Regions from separate parts of the Sus scrofa genome. Here all the other regions are linked to region 1. A link is a contact called in public HiChIP or PLAC-seq data. All regions are on one chromosome and are shown on one strand. The core of a region is the stretch at or near the end of the contact, and the rest is flanking DNA. Distances in the headings are between cores, read along the strand shown. Region 1 holds the start of VAPA (vesicle-associated membrane protein-associated protein A). Region 2 overlaps RAB31 (ras-related protein Rab-31). Region 3 overlaps RAB31 (ras-related protein Rab-31).

The links. HiChIP or PLAC-seq counts read pairs in DNA pulled down with a chosen protein or histone mark.
Region 2: a contact with region 1 is called in an H3K27ac HiChIP or PLAC-seq map of skeletal muscle. The contact joins the enhancer-like site here to the promoter of VAPA in region 1. A contact is called at or near these places in 1 of 5 promoter capture datasets (liver), 7 of 47 Hi-C or Micro-C datasets (embryonic fibroblasts, heart right ventricle, retroperitoneal adipose tissue and 2 more) and 2 of 2 datasets of contacts at active chromatin or transcription factors (alveolar macrophages and skeletal muscle).
Region 3: an H3K27ac HiChIP or PLAC-seq map of skeletal muscle shows a contact between it and region 1. The contact joins the enhancer-like site here to the promoter of VAPA in region 1. A contact is called at or near these places in 1 of 5 promoter capture datasets (liver), 6 of 47 Hi-C or Micro-C datasets (alveolar macrophages, epiblast stem cells, fetal skeletal muscle and 3 more) and 2 of 2 datasets of contacts at active chromatin or transcription factors (alveolar macrophages and skeletal muscle).

What each region holds. Positions count from the first base shown.
Region 1 is chr6:98,252,799-98,255,802 of Sscrofa11.1, reverse strand. It overlaps VAPA (vesicle-associated membrane protein-associated protein A), which reads left to right and starts at 1,531. Exons shown (of 7, transcript XM_021096053.1): 1 at 1,531-1,850. The coding sequence starts at 1,772.
Region 2 is chr6:98,333,252-98,336,191 of Sscrofa11.1, reverse strand. The region is part of intron 3 of RAB31 (ras-related protein Rab-31); the gene reads left to right. Among named protein-coding and RNA genes, the nearest start is that of RAB31, 51 kb to the left of the region's middle. Within about 2 kb of position 1,306, at least 12 of the 83 cell types and tissues checked have an H3K27ac peak or open chromatin away from gene starts, as enhancers often do. A contact at or near this core is called in alveolar macrophages, embryonic fibroblasts, retroperitoneal adipose tissue and 1 more, where this site is marked.
Region 3 is chr6:98,358,160-98,361,114 of Sscrofa11.1, reverse strand. The region is part of intron 1 of RAB31 (ras-related protein Rab-31); the gene reads left to right. Among named protein-coding and RNA genes, the nearest start is that of RAB31, 26 kb to the left of the region's middle. Within about 2 kb of position 1,469, at least 17 of the 83 cell types and tissues checked have an H3K27ac peak or open chromatin away from gene starts, as enhancers often do. A contact at or near this core is called in alveolar macrophages, retroperitoneal adipose tissue and skeletal muscle, where this site is marked.

The DNA.
Region 1 (3,004 bases), core at 282-2,781:
ACACCTCGAAACTAAACATATGAGGGACAATATCTTGTGGAGCTACTGTCAATTTCAATGTCTCTTTTTGTTGTTTGTTTTTTTAACCTTAAGCCCTCCTTTGATAAACGGGTAATTTTTGTATTCTTTATAATTGAAATTTCAAAGTAACTTTGTGGATAAAAGGTAACCAAAGGAGATGTAAATTTACACATGATTTTTGAATATTTCAGTGCTTCTATCCTCCAAAGTTTCGGAGATGCATTACCCTCCTGTAACAGAGGCTAGTGTGATGCTAGGTTAGCTGTTCTGCAAAGCTCTTCCTAGAGGGGCGCTGATACCTGGACCGCAGTGAAAACATTAACACTGTGCCTAGCCTAGGCCATCGTCCCATTTGCCTCATTTGCTTTCTAGACAGACTGGGCTGCTCCTTCATGGCAGCATCAATTTGTCCTTTGTTCTGTGGTGCTTCCTAGGGATTTAAATTCGCAGTAGCATAACGATTTACTTATGGCACATTTCATGTTCCTGCCCATGATTACGCTGGCAATCGGTTAAAGATGGGTCAGCAACTTGGCTGTGGGTTTTTTCCCCCTTTGGTTCGGTTTACCAGTCTTCCGTAATGATGCAGACAGAATTCGTTTCCAACCTGTGAACGTGACCACTGTTTTGGTTTGGGCTTATCATTACCAGTCAAAACTGAAGAACAGAACTACAGCAACGAACGCTGCAGATTTTGACTTTTATTTCCAGTTTGATACGTGTGCCTCGTCAGATCCACAACGACGCGTCTGCTTTTTAAAGGAGGTGTGTTTCTTCCTCGGCTTTCGCATCACTGGAGAGAATTGAGGAGGCAGGAGAGTTCGGACTGGAAAACGACTGGGAATTCTGGCTACCGAGGAAGGGATGAAGAGAATTAGCAAAATGATAGATCCCCACATGTTTTTCATAAGGCATAGTTTATATTTCTAACCAGGTGAACCTTGGGTCGAGCTCCAAAAGTTCTTACTTCTCTTTTTTTAGCGCAGATGGAGACGCTCTCCGAGAACCAAAGTGAGTCTTAGCGCACCCCATCCCCTTTGCCTTTAAAGGACCCCTCTCCTTCCCGCCACCCACAGCAGCTACTACAATTCCCGGCAAGCACTGTACAGCGCCGCAGGGGGACCAGGCCGCGCGGAGACTTGCCCCGCGCGGAGCGTGCTGGGAGTTGTAGTCAACGAGCCTTGCTGCGCCTTCTGCTGTTAGGCATTCCAACTTGGTAGGTAGTGATGCACTGCAGTAGCAGGTTCCTCGCTGTCGTAATCGCAGTTAAACGTGACCGAGGATTGCGCTCTGCTGCCCTGCGGTGCGCGCCGCATCGGTGCCCTGGAGCCGAGCTCCGCCCAGGTCCACACCCGCTCCCTTGACAGCCGGGCCGGGCGTCCAGCTTGGCCCGGCCAGTGGCGCGCAAGCGCAGCAGTCCGCGGCGCGCCAAGCCGGCGTGGAGGGCAGGCCCTGCGCGAGACGTTCCCGGCCGCAGGGGCGCGCACGTAAGCACGCAGGAGCGTCACGTGGGGCGCCGAGGATCGCAGTGCGCGCGGCCGCGGCGGCTGGTGTGGGGTTGAGTCAGTTGTGAGACCCGGAGCTGCGGACCGGCGGGCGGCCCTCCGAGCCGGCGACACAGCGGTGGGCGTCGGGTTCGGGAGCCGAGCGCTGGCCCCGCGTCGACCCGGGCCGAGCCGCGCCGCCGCCCCCCGCCCGCAGCCACCGACCGGCCGCCGCGGGCGCGCCCCCGCTCTCCGCTGTCTCTCCGATGGCGTCCGCCTCCGGGGCCATGGCGAAGCACGAGCAGATCCTGGTCCTCGACCCGCCCACAGACCTCAAATTCAAAGGTGGGCTGGCGGGCAGGCGGGCGGGCAGGGTGGCGGCCGCGCCCGGGGCCCCTTCCCCCTCCCCCGCCGCCACGGCCCCTCCCGCGCGGGTGCGCGCGCCCCCGCCCCCCGCCCGGCGAGGCCGCCGCCATCTTGCGGCCCGCGGGCGCCTCGGTGCGGCGGTGGCGCTGGGCCCGGCCGAGCTGGGTCGGGCGGGGCGGGGCGGGGCGCGGCGGGGCGGGGCGGGGCGCGGGCGGGCTGGAGGGGGCGGCTCTGAGCGGTTCCCCCGGGAAGCGAACCCCGCCTGCGGGACAGTGTATCTGGGACTTGAGTTCCCGCACCGAGGACTAGCGCAGGGATCATGCAGGTGTGGCCGTTCCAGGGCTTGAAAGAGCAGCCTTACTGCCCTGCAGGGTTGCGTCCTGGAGAACAGCCATTAGGTGGTTTTCCTTGGGAGACGTTTGGGGTAGTCAGGAATTCTAAAGTGTTGCGTTCTGGGGTTTTGACAGCCGTGTTGTGTAACTGCCTTATTTTGCAAGCTCTTCAGTGTCTTCAAATTTCTTTGAATGGAAATGTCAGGGAGCTGCTTGTTAGGTAAGGAATTGATCTTAAGACAACCCCACGAAGTATTTTGAGAGGAATAAAGTACATTTTATTGTGGCAAGTTTGTGTGTGCAGCCTGATTTTACATGGTTTTCGCTGATAAAGAAAACACACCTTTGGGGAATCATGAAATGACCCAACTCAAATAACTGTTAACTTAGGATGGAGGAGTTTAGTGTGTGGTATGTGTTCTTTCGAGAATTTAAGTATTTTGCTTTGATTTTTTGGCAGGCGGAGTTTACAGAGGAAGTTTCTTCTCCTGGATAACCTGTGTGTATTGCCGCTAGGAGCTTAGACGCCTTTAACATGAGTTTTAGTTCAGGAAATATTCCTAGAGTTTGACACTTTCACAGTTGTAATGTTTTCATAGTAAGAGACTATTAGTAACAGAGAAGTAAGTTAAAAAAACAATCGTAGACTCTACACAGTGACGTAAAATATATTTAACCTAGTTAAGATATTGAAGAATTATTGGCTATGATATAGAACAGGTTGTTCTTGTGTTATGGATGAAAGTAATTCACAAGGCCTTTTAAAGTTTGGACATCAATTGACTTTTTAAAAAAGTTTTT
Region 2 (2,940 bases), core at 57-2,556, 81 kb before region 1:
CCTCTTTGCAGGGGTTGTCCTGCTGGTTTCCGCTCAGGTTGAGCTTCAGAGGGGCCGAAGTCAATTAGCAGGACCTCTGGAAGGATGTTCTCAGGAGCCGCAGCTCGGATGGGGCCCGGGAGAGAGGATGGAATTTATCCGCCTGCTCTGTCCTCCCATCCCCCATCATCAGGATTTGGGGGGCGCGGGGGTGGTGGGGAATGAGACTTCAGTCCCAAGGTGTCAACACATCATCCTTCCCTGAGTTTTGATTCCTCCTTTGTTTTTTTTTTTACTTAAACCAGGGACCAGAATATCCTCATTGCTATTAAATATCACAGTGTGAGATGTGGCCTACACTTTCTAGATGTATGCCTGCCTTAGCACACAGTTTCAGGGAGTTCCCTGGTGGTGCAGTGGGTTAAGGATTGGCATTGTCACTGCCATGGCACAGGTTTGATCCCTGGCCCAGGAACTTCCGTATGCTATGGGTGAGGCCAAAAACAGTCAGCATCAGAGTTCCCTTTGTGGCTCAGAGTGAACAAACCCAAATACTATCCATGAGGGTGCAGATTCGGTCCCTGGCCTCACTCAGTGGATCAAGGATCTGACATTGCCTTGAGCTGTGGTATAGGTCACAGATGTGGCTCGGATCCAGTGTTGCTGTGGCTGTGGTGTAGGCCGGCAGTTGCATCTCTGATTCGACCCCTAGCCTGGAAACTTCCATATGCTATGGGTGTGGCTTTAAAAAGCAAAAAACAAACAAACAAAATAGCATCTTGGAAAAATCTTAGGCTTCCTTCTCTTGGTCTGATGCATCAGAGCAGCATTATTTTAATAACTTAACATGGAAAAACATTAATGTCATTTTATTCTTTTGTTTCATTTGGTGGAAATCAGTGTTAGAGCTGTCTGTCTTTCCCAGTGGACTGCCTGAGTCATAACAGTTGCATTTGTACAATTTTGGTTTCAAGTGAACCACAGTCACCAAATCCACAAAGATAAATTGATGGTTCCATTATTAGCATTAAAAACTCTCCACTGCTCTACAGACACATCTGAAATTGGATGGATTGGCTCCTGAAATCAAGCTCATTGTTCTATGTTTTTTAAAGATGACATTGGAGAACACATATACATACTAAAAAATAGCCTCTCCCTAGATCCCCAGCCCTAGGCTAATTTCACTGTATAGATTTGTCCAATCTGGACATTCAGTGTAAACGGAACCATGCAGTCGGTGGTTTTGTTCCTGGCTTCTTTCACAAGCACTGTGTCATCAAGGCTCATCTGAGAAGCTGTGTCAGAGTTTCCTTCCTCTTGAGGCTGGTTTATATCCCATTGTGTGGATGACTGCATTTGTTTATCCATTCATCTGTCCATGGATGAGTTGTTTCCACTTTTTGGTTTTGATGAGTCATGGTGCTGTGAACACTTATGTACAAGTTTCTGTGCGGATGCACTTTTTTCCGTCTCGGGTGTGTATCTAGGGGTGAAACTTGTGGGTCAGATGGTGGCTCTGAGTTTAGCATTTTGAGGACCTGCCAAGCTGTTTGCCAAAGTGGCCGCACCATTTCACATTCCTGCCCGCCAGGGACAAGGGTCTAGTTTCTCCACATTTTCGCCAACATTGTCTTTGCCTAACTCAGGGTCACATAGACCTACTCGTGTATGTTCTTCTAAGAGTTTTCTGGCTTTAGTTCATTTAGTTCTATGATCCGTGTGTGGTTATTTCCTGTGTATCTTGGTAAGAAAGGAATTCAACTTCTTTCTTTGTACGTCAGTATCATACAAAATCAGTTGTCCCAACACAGCTGAAAAGACTATTCTTTGCCCAATTAGATGTTGTGGCACCTTCATTGAAGATCAGTTGGCCACACATGTGAGGGTTTAATTTCAGACTCTTGGCCCTGTTCCTTTGTTCTAAAATTTTCCCTGATGCCAGCACCACGTTGCCGTGATTACTGTGGCTTTGCAGTGAGCTTTGAAATAGGAAGCGTGAGTCTTCCCACCTTTTCTTTTTCAAGATTGTTTTGGCTGCTCTGAGTCCCACGCATTTCCCCATGAATGTTAGGGCTGGCTTGTAAATGTTTACCAAAAAAAATCCAGCTAGGATTTCAATAGGGATTGTTTCAAATCTATAGTGAATTGAAGGTTACCTACACCTTAAACCTTCAAATTAAAAGTGACAAGTGAATTTCACACTGTCTTTCAGAGATTACTTGTGATTTGGAAATGCCACCTTGACCTCAGAGTGATCAAAAAGAAAATATTGAATAAAGTATTAAATCTTTTACATGTTTATATGTGGCCCCTGTAATAAATTCATAAAGAACCATAAACAAGTTTATATTGTGGAGTTAATACTTATAATTTACCAAACCAAACCACCGGTAGATTTGAAATTTAGAGTATTTGACTAAATTGTATGTTTGAAAAGAAGGAATCTAGGGGTTCCCATTGTGGTTCAGTAGGTTACAAACCCAAGTAGTGTCCATGAGGACTCAGGTTTGATCCCTGGCCTTACTCGGTGGGTTAAGGATGTGACGTTGCCATAAGCTTCGGCATAGGTCACAGATGTGGCTGGGACCTGGTGTTGCTGTGGCTGTGGTGTAGGCCAGCAGCTGCAGCTCTGATTCGACCCCTAGCCTGGGAACCTCCATTTGCTGCGGGTGCAGCCGTTCAAAAAAAAAAAAGAAAGAAGGAAGGAATATATCTTCAAAATAGTATTATTTGCAGCTGATTTAGTTTTATTTCAGCAATATTATCTAGCCTATGACCAGACTTTGTGCCGTGGTACTGCTGAAGATAATGAGATTCTGAAACCCATTGATTCAAGAGGCTTGTTATAGTCCTGTTCCTAGTGAGTGCACAGACTTATTTTTTCAATCATGAGAGGTTTCAAGCATTCCAGAAATAACGTAATAAATGACTGTATTTGCACCACGCAGAGGTCTTTAC
Region 3 (2,955 bases), core at 220-2,719, 110 kb before region 1:
ATCAACATGTATAGGATGATTCCTCATGTGTTGTGGGTCAAACGCTGTTATAATTTAATCGAGTCAGGCAGGTGGCTAAGACGTGAACAGTGTCTAGAATCCACAGGTTATAAAAACCTTGAGGTATATTGACTGTTTGCAGTTGAGAAGGGTGAATGTCCATCTGCTGTAATCTACTGTCTTGATTAAGAATCAGCAGGTAACTGTCTACATCCCACTGGATCTCGGCTTGGGGTCAGCGAAGCAGAGAGTGTTCATTCACCTGACTGAGGGTCTGATCGTGCCAGCTGGCAAGCGCATCATAGTTGGGATGTACAGCTGAGCTCTTGATGTGGAGTCTTAGCTCCAACAGACTGGCCCTCGTCATCTCTGAAAATGCCAGGACATAGTGGGTGCTCAAGAAAAATGCAGCCGGCAAGAGAACAGCCTCCTCAGTGCCTCTGTTCCAGTGTTTGGTTTCCTCCCAGGCTTCTTAAATTTGCATCCCTAGTGGGTCAGTTCTACTGCCCGTGGGACAAAGTCCAGGCTGATGGATGAGGGGAGGCTGGAGGGCAGCGTCTCCCCTCTGAGTCCCAGGGCTCTTGGCATTTGTGGCTGCACCTCCCACTTGAATGCCAGGGCAGGTGTGGCAGTGCCAGACCATCCTAAGGAGGGTGAGATGGCATGAGTGATCTATGGGCTGGGGGTCCTACCAGGACTGTGTCTGCCCAGGAGCCCTGGCTGCACGCGGCAAGCTTGGTGAGAAAGACCGGCGTTCCAGTGACACATTTGCCGCGGTGTCAGAGCAGTAACTGTGGAACCACTGTTGCCTCTCATCTGAGACTTTCCTGAGACCCAGGATGGCTTCACGAGTGGGGCTTTAGAACAGTCCTCAGAGGTAGGTTAGGATTGTCTAAAGCCAGAGAGAAGGAAATACCCAGGCACTGCGTCCTCCCCACTTCCTTTCTCACTCCATCAAGCAGCACAGCATCCTGGCCATGATTGGTCCAGAGGGGAGAACCTGTGTCCTGTTCCTAAGGGCGCCAGGTGCTCAGAGTGGGAAGTGGGGAGGACCCCAAAGAGCCCACCGCTGGCGCCAGATCCCTGTGACTCACCGTGTAGGGAAAGGGTACCTGATGCAGGAGAATGTTTCCAAGGAGATGAAGAAGCACTTTAAGGAATGGGCTGTGGAGCTGACTACTCAAGGCAGCTCTGCAGTGTCTGTGAGGGGATGGGAAACTCGCACTGTGGCTGCTGCACTCTGCTTTCTGGTCATGGATGCCATGGCATCTGCCCCAGAGGTTTTTCCCAAGATCGAATGGTTGCCTTCCCTGTAGCTCTCTGGCCACCATCACTTCACCTGTTGACTGCAGCTTTACCCTCGCTGCTTACCTTACTCTGACCAGGCTTTGGCATTAAATCCCGCAGTGTCTGTCCTTTCCCGCCCCCGCATGGGCTCCTGGGGAATGTTCAGAATCGCTGCTCTCAGGGCGGGGCTGTGTGGGTCTTGCACAACTTTGCCCTCATCATCCATGGAGGGCTGACCTCTCACATTTCTGACTTGTCCTCAGCTTGAATTTCCTCCCTTCAAAAGGAGCAGGGTAGCCTCACTTCACCAGCTTGCCGCATGAATTACATAACATTGGTTCAGCTTTGTGCTTGATAGATGTTGCTCACTCATCTGTATTTGTTACCCCCTGCTGGGTAACAAGTTGCCCCCAAATCTGGTGACTTAAAATCAGTGTGCTGTCCACCTAAAACTCATATAATTTTGAATGACAATGATGGCTCAATGAAAAACCTTAGCAGTTTAAAATAGCACGTGCTTAGTATCTCCTAGTTTTATGAGCCCAGTTAGGTTCCTCCAGTACCATGTCCTGAGATGACCTCTGATGTCTTCCCCTGGTGCAGGTCACATGGTAGGGACATAGCTGCCTGGGGTTTACCATTCTCTCTCTCTCTCTTTTTTTTTTTTTTTAGGGACACACCTGTGGCATATGGAGGTTCTCAGGCTAGGGGTCCAAGTGGAGCTACAGCTGCTGGCCTACACCACCGCCACAGCAACAGGGGATTGGAGCTGTGTCTGCGATCTACACCACAACTCACGGCAATGCCAGATCCTTAACCTACTGAGCGAGGCCAGGGTTCAAATACCCAACCTCATGGTTCCCAGTGGGATTCGTTTCCGGTAGAATTCCTACCGTTCTCTCTCTTGAGCAGTGGAACCCCCACTTGCAGTCTGCTGCTATAGTCCAGGAGTGAATTAAGTGATGCCCAGCGATTCACATGGCAGCAGCTGAAAGTTTGTGGCTTGGTGACTCCGTTATTCCAGATTAACGTGTGATCAGTAACCGTGACTGTTCACAGAGCAGTGTGTGGAGTAAGCGGTGCTCCTCGGAGAATGGTATTGTTCGCCCCAAATAGCAGTAACCTCTGGGGAGGAACGTCAGAGGGAGCCATTTCCCTGGAAGGAGCTTGGCCCCAGCACAGCCCTGGTGTCAGCCTCACAAATGGCAAGACAGGAAACGCTGACCGACACCCCAGAGGATTACACGGGTCTGACCCCTGGTTGGTGGGGTCAGAGGTGGTTTTCTCCTCACACCTCCCTGCTAGTTGGAAATATGCCTCCTTTCATTTGGGGCAGAACCTGGCAAATGTGTTTTTAGGACATGTGACTCCCCTGTGGAAGGTCAGGCTGGAAAGTGGTAGTAAAAGAAGTACCCCTTGCGGGTCCTAGAAATAGACTTTTTTTTTTTTTTTAAGGTGAAATTTACATTTGGCAAGTTGAATCTGGTAAGAGCCTTTAAGGATGTCTAAAAATTTCAAAAATTAGATTCTGCCTCTCTAGCCAGCAGGACGCCTGGCAGCTTCCTCTCTTGCAAAACCGGGAGGCTGGGCGAGGGGCTGCGACGGCCTTACCATCTTAGGAAGCGGATGGAGTCACGTCCACCGGACGTGAAGGAGCCGTGGAGGGCG